Linked DNA regions of Gossypium hirsutum: region 1 is linked to region 2. The links are chromatin contacts, called in public Hi-C maps. All regions are on one chromosome and are shown on one strand. Each heading gives the region's core, a stretch centred on a gene start, on an enhancer-like site or on the middle of the called end of the contact. The rest is flanking DNA. Distances are from core to core; before and after follow the strand shown. Region 1 has its middle 8.6 kb from the start of LOC107888111. Region 2 holds the start of LOC107886710 (DExH-box ATP-dependent RNA helicase DExH5, mitochondrial).

Region 1 (3,096 bases), core at 385-2,884, 120 kb before region 2:
TAGGTTGCATTAATCTTGTAAACATTTCAACATAGACCCAAAAAGAGAAGTGAAATTACCATTACTATATAAAAAGGAAATTCTTATGCAGCTACTCAATTTACTTCTAAAGCTAAAGCCAACTTATGATATTTAATGATAGAATTGCATTATGTTTCCAATGCATGATTCTTTTGTTTGGAAATTTTAAATACTCCCACTGTAAGAATATCTGAATCTGAGTATCAGAAATTAGATAAATATGTACATTCTGTATTCTAAAAGTGAAATGTGAATTCTGTTGTACTGATGACAAACCTAATACTGCAGTTATAGGTAGTTCTAAATAGATCAACCTAAGATAAAATGGTTTAAATCTAATCTTCAGTTGGTTTCGCTAATTTCCCTAAATAGTCCACAAACTTTGGCAACTTAGAACAAACCTAATAAACTACTCCAACTTGGGCATGGACAGCAAATGTAGATATGGATAACTTTGACCCAAAATTCAAAGATACAGGTCCAAAAGTGGAACCACTACCAGGGTCTTTTAGTCGTCAGTGTAAAGCTGTCTTATCCTAAGTTTCCCAAACCCTTTTATGCTTCATTTGAGGATAGAATCTCGGGAAGGCAGGTCTTTTATGAGCGTCAGTACAATTTAGTTGCATCATTGTTGGTGCCAAACCATTTTTTTCTCAACCAACCTATTCTTCCTCTCTGCTTTAAGGTACTATTCACAGCCATTCTCTTTTTCTTAATTGCCAATTTCAAAGCCTATTCCTAAATTCTTGATAAAAATAAATGGCAGAAACTGGCCGAATATGATTCTAAGCAATTTTATACAACCATAATTATTACCATTCCTAGAAAAAAAAAAGCTACCAATGGAGCAAATCTATCAACAAGATTTAGGAACAAATTTTAAGTAACACGAACTAGATAAGGCTGAGGATGGTTTACCGAGTGCCAAGATTAGAGTGTATTGAATTTATAAAAGATGGAAATGAAAAAGAAGATTAATAAAAGCCATTGAATTTGACCGAAATCTACGAAGAAGAAAGAGCTGAAAAAAATTCCAATCCACCAAAAATGTCGTTGATAAAAGCAAAAGCATATTGGACTACTTACTAGTTTGCAGGTGATGATGCCCCAAAAGCATGATGCGAGCCAATAAAATTCTTTAGTTGAAAAGGAGCGCAAATCCGCCATACTGCTGGTAGAGAAAGACAGAGAAAGACGAAATTGAATCAAAGACATGTGCAAACCTATCTGTTAGAAAACAACAGTTGCAAAGTCCTGTTCAAAACAAATAATTACCATAAGGTATATATAAGAACATCATACTAGTAACTCAACCAAGTAAATTGAACAACGGTTTAGCAAGAGCATAAGAAATGGATGAGAAAATGGAAATTAAAAGGAAATATCCGACAATGTCCTTAAAATTTTTCCATAAAAGAGATGAAAATGGTAACAGAGACTTTGGAAAGAAAAAGAAAGGCAGGCAACACAGAATGTAAATTGCTAGCAGACAGAGACGGCCTTACCTTTACAAACAAATCCAAAGGTAAATTGAGAAGATATTTGGTTACTTACAGAGAAAGGAAAGGTGGGGAATGGGGGGATGTTGGCGGGGAGGTCAGATAAGAGAGAAGACTTTATTATTGATGTTGGGTGTCTCTCCTAATCGAGATGGGTGTTGCTCAGTTTTTAATAAATCATCTGTAGTAATCCATTTTAAAAAGTTATCATATTCTTAATATAATATTAATTGTTTTATTTAATGTCAAATTCTCTCAGCATATTTTAATACTCAATTTTATGATATTTCGGTTGTGCGGTAATCTTTTGAGTAATTAAATAATTGTCAAAATTTTATAATTTTGTAATATATAAATATAAAAATAAAATAAAAATTCAAGATTAATTTAATATGTTATTTACCTTAATAAAACATAATTTATCCAACAATAATATTAAAATAAAGTAAAATTAAAAAAAAATTTACTCTATATTTTAGAACTTCCATGAATTTTTAGCTCAATGCTCTTTCAAAATTTTAGCTGTTTAAAGAATATTAATTTAATGTTTAAATGTAATTCTAAAACAAGTTAATTTTTTATCAAAATGAGAAATTTAAAGCCTAAGATTTTGAGGCCCAAAACATTGAAAATTGTCACAACTTACCAAGAATTTCAAAATGTTTTGTTTCAAGTAGGCGACTTTAGGAGCTTAGTTCTTTTAACACATAATAAAATTTGGCTTGGAAAACATACAAATGAAAAAATTGCATTTCATACAATAGAAATCATCTCACGAGTCAAAATGAGAAACAATATAAGGCTTTAGAAAGCCTTAAATTTAGTTACCTAAATTTGTTGAAAGTCGTAAATTTGGGATTTCGACTTAAGTTTCAATATAGGGTTTTGGTTTAGATTTTTAGATTTACTTTTTATTTAGGGTTATGATTTTAGTTGTAGTGTGAGATTTATGTTTTGGCTTCGTTTTAGGGTTTCGATTCCTTTCTATTGGGTGGTAATCTCTTGAGTAACTAAACAACTATGAAACTTCTACAATTTTGTAATATGTATAAAAATAAAAATTCAAAATAAAATTTGACAATTAATTTAATATGTTGTTTGCCTTAATAAAACATAATTTGGCCAACAATAATATTAAAATGAAATAAATTCAAAAAAATTGTACTCTATATTTTAAAATTTCCATTACTTTTTGGCTCATTTTAAGCAATCAAAACTAAATGCTCTTTCAAAATTTTGGTGGTTTTAAAAGCTATAAGTTTTGGGTTTCGACTTAGGTTTTAGGTTTGGGTTTAGATTTGCTTTTGTTTTAAGGTTATTGTTTTAGTTTAAGTTTGGGGTTCATTTTGGCTTCATCCTAGGGTTTTGATCCCATGGCATTTTGGTTGTACGGTAATCTCCCAATAATTAAACAAATGTGAAAATTCTACAATTTTATAGTATATATATAAATATAAAAATTCAACAAAAAAATTCATAATTAATTTAATATGTTTTTTACCTTAATAAAACATAATTTGGCAAACAATACTATTAAAATGAAATAAAATTGATTTTTTTTACTTTATATTTGAGA
Region 2 (3,097 bases), core at 351-2,850:
ATAAATTTGTGGCAGATCAATGAGCTTGAGTCAAAGAGTCACGACGCAATGTGAAACCTCTCGAGGTCGCGATGAGCTAAGGACGTCGTGACGTGGGATACCTTGAAGTCACGACAAGCTTCCTATGTTTTGGACCTTCATCCTTTGGTCACTTAGAAAGATTTCATTAGCTTGTTGTAAGCTTGGAATAATGCATAAAATTTATTTTAAGTGTGTTATGAGTTTAATAATTTCTATAAAATGCTTAATTGATTTTTGAAAGGTCATAGTTGCCTCGACAATGAATGTAACACTTGTCCTCTTCATCCACTGCTTCCACCTAATTAGTCTTCCTCCTTTGTAGCCCGATTGATTTCATTTGCACATTGAACTTGGAAAAAAGAATTTGGATAACCAACTATTTAGGTTCATTATGGACGTAAAATTAAAAAAAATTCTTATTTTTTTACTTTTTTAAATAATGCAATATATATATTATTTTTAAGACACGTTTCAATATTCTATTGTCTTCCAACCCAAAATCTAATAGTGTTATTCAGGTGCTAATAAAATGTAGCAACTTGGCTTACGGTTTCCAAGTTTAGTTGCCAATTATGTCAAAAAAAAATTAGGTACCAAATAGTTACAAATTGCTGAGTTCAGGAGTCGCTGTAAATATTAACTTACTTTTAAAATATATTTTACTTAGTTGTCTTTTATTCATGTGCACCATATATATATTAGGTTAAATTCCGCGATTTGTTTATGTACTTTGTGAAAGTTATAAATTTAGTTTCTATACTTAATTTGATTAATTATAGTTTTTGTGCTTTACGAATTGGTAACTTTTAATTCTTATACTTTTTGAATTTTGATTTTTAATCTGACTCAAACAATAACATCAAATTTCGTTTGGTTAAATTAAATTACTAATTTTGTAGTATGCTTACAATTATAGATTTGCTCAATATTCTCCAATTGGATCATTCCAATTCCCTATACTTTTCAAAATTTGAAATTTCAGAATTTGAAATTTCAGTTTTTATGAAAATGACAATCGTTAATCTATTAACTGGATTTTAGCGAATAATATGTGAAAATAATTAGCTGACATGACATTATATATATGGTAATATGTTTGTCGCCAGTGGCATAACTAGGGGCTGATAAGGCTCCTGACCCCCCTGAAATAAAAAAATTTCCATTTAAGTCCTTTAAAAATTTTAAAATAGTACATGTAAAATTGTACTTTGGCATCTCTAAAAATGATACAAATTTAATTTGATCATTTAAAAATTATAAAAATATAGGCTATTAAAATAGTAAAATTAAATTTTTAGTATCGTAAAAATTATAATTTAATTTCAGCTATTTAAAAGATATTTTTGGTTTTGCCCTATTTATCGCATCGAATTTTAAAATTAATAAAATATAACTTAATAAATTTAGGGTGTGAATTTTAAATTTAAAAAATATAAAAATTAAAATAACTAAATTAAAATATAAAAATTAAATCCATAACTAAATATGCATATATATATATTAATAGCAGAATTTAACCTATATTTTGAGTAAGAAACTAACAGTATATTTTGATCTGAAAGAAATCTAAGAAGCCCGAGCGTGAGTCAGCATAGAGTTAATTCTAGTATAAAACAAAAAGCAAACGCAATTTTACCAACCAAAGAAAGAATCTAAAACCTTTGGAGCTTACCGTGAATGCCCCCCTCTTACTCTCCGCATTTCCTTCCTTTCTCTTCACAATTTCTCACCCACACCATAAAACCCTCACTCTTTTCTCCGACGATGAAGGATCGGCCTCCGTCCTTGTACGGCGCCGTCTACGTCCCTCCCCACCACCGTCTCATCTCATCTCCTAACAACCAAAATGCTACCAAGAACTCCTCCGCCCCCGCGATTCTCTCCAAGCTTCGCGACCACCAAAACACACCCATTTTGAACGCTAAGGGCACTGCTTCTCCTCCTTCTTTGCCACACTTACAACAGCAACAGCAACAGCAAGGGACTTATAATAACAATAATGGTAGTAAAAGCAGTAATAATCAAAATGCACAGTATAATTCGGCTTACTGTCTGGGGATTTCCGAGAATGTCTCTGATCGCCAGCTGGATTTGTCTTTGCAGTCGGTTAGTTCTCTTCATACTTAACATATTTCCATTCGGCAATTTTTCCTGTAAAATGAAGTTCTTGTGTTTGATTGTTTATTGGCGGAAATTAAATTCTTGTTTATTGGCGTCGGGTTAGGCTAATTTAATTCTTTGTTTTAAAAGATATCACACTTTATGTGGTTCGTTTCTCATATTCATAGCAATGAAGGTTTCCGATTTCTGGTAATGAGAAAACAAGTTGAAAATATTTCCTGGCTTTAGAAGTAAAGTAAGTGGAATTGGGATATGATTTCCGTAGGTCAGAACTGCATGCCTTTCTGAAAGTTCTTGAGGCATTGCATTGCTTCTGGGCCTTTGACTTGGGATCAATAAGAAAAAGTAACCATTTAAGCCGTCCTTTTAATATTTCAAATGGTGAACATTTGATGGAGCTAAAAAAAGTAAAATGAGTGGCGAGCACTTTCAGTTTGGAGTTATATATGATTAATTGAAAATATTGTTGCTGAGGATTACTAATATGCTTGTTCTGAATAGCTTATCTGGATACCTTTTTGGACTGAAATGTCCTCAGATTATGGCTTTGACCTATGTGCAACCATGCATGAGGATAAAATTTAAGATTATAACCAAGTGAATTTCACTCTAAATATCACTCCTAATAAACTCAAGACTAATACTATGCTAAAGCCCATCGTGTGTGGCTTGGTCACATTAACATTATGTTTGGATTGAGAAGATAGGCATGAAAGGGAAGTGGGGAAAGGGGGGACACTTTGTTTCCCTCTTGTTTGGATAACTTTTAGAGTAGAGTAAGCTTAAGCCAGGAATTACCTATATCATCCTTTTCCCTAACAAATGTGATGTTTCAATTCCCCAAATTGGTCGGAAAAGAGGGAAAGGAAAGCCAAAAGACATTTTAAAGTACGTGCATATTACCCTTTCTATATTCATCCTAAACTCTCTGAATTCCTGCACAGCTGTATGTAAT

The links. A called contact is a pair of places that touch in the nucleus more often than the background predicts.
Region 1: a Hi-C map of leaf shows a contact between it and region 2, with 2.2 times the contacts expected there. The contact joins the enhancer-like site here to the promoter of LOC107886710 in region 2. A contact is called at or near these places in 3 of 34 Hi-C or Micro-C datasets (leaf and petal).

The regions. Positions count from the first base shown.
Region 1 is chrA03:103,822,364-103,825,459 of Gossypium_hirsutum_v2.1, reverse strand. No RefSeq gene overlaps it. Among protein-coding and RNA genes, the nearest start is that of LOC107888111, 8.6 kb to the right of the region's middle. Within about 2 kb of position 1,634, at least 7 of the 9 cell types and tissues checked have an H3K27ac peak or open chromatin away from gene starts, as enhancers often do. A contact at or near this core is called in leaf, where this site is marked.
Region 2 is chrA03:103,706,870-103,709,966 of Gossypium_hirsutum_v2.1, reverse strand. It overlaps LOC107886710 (DExH-box ATP-dependent RNA helicase DExH5, mitochondrial), which reads left to right and starts at 1,600. Exons shown (of 17, transcript XM_041100257.1): 1 at 1,600-2,127. The coding sequence starts at 1,699.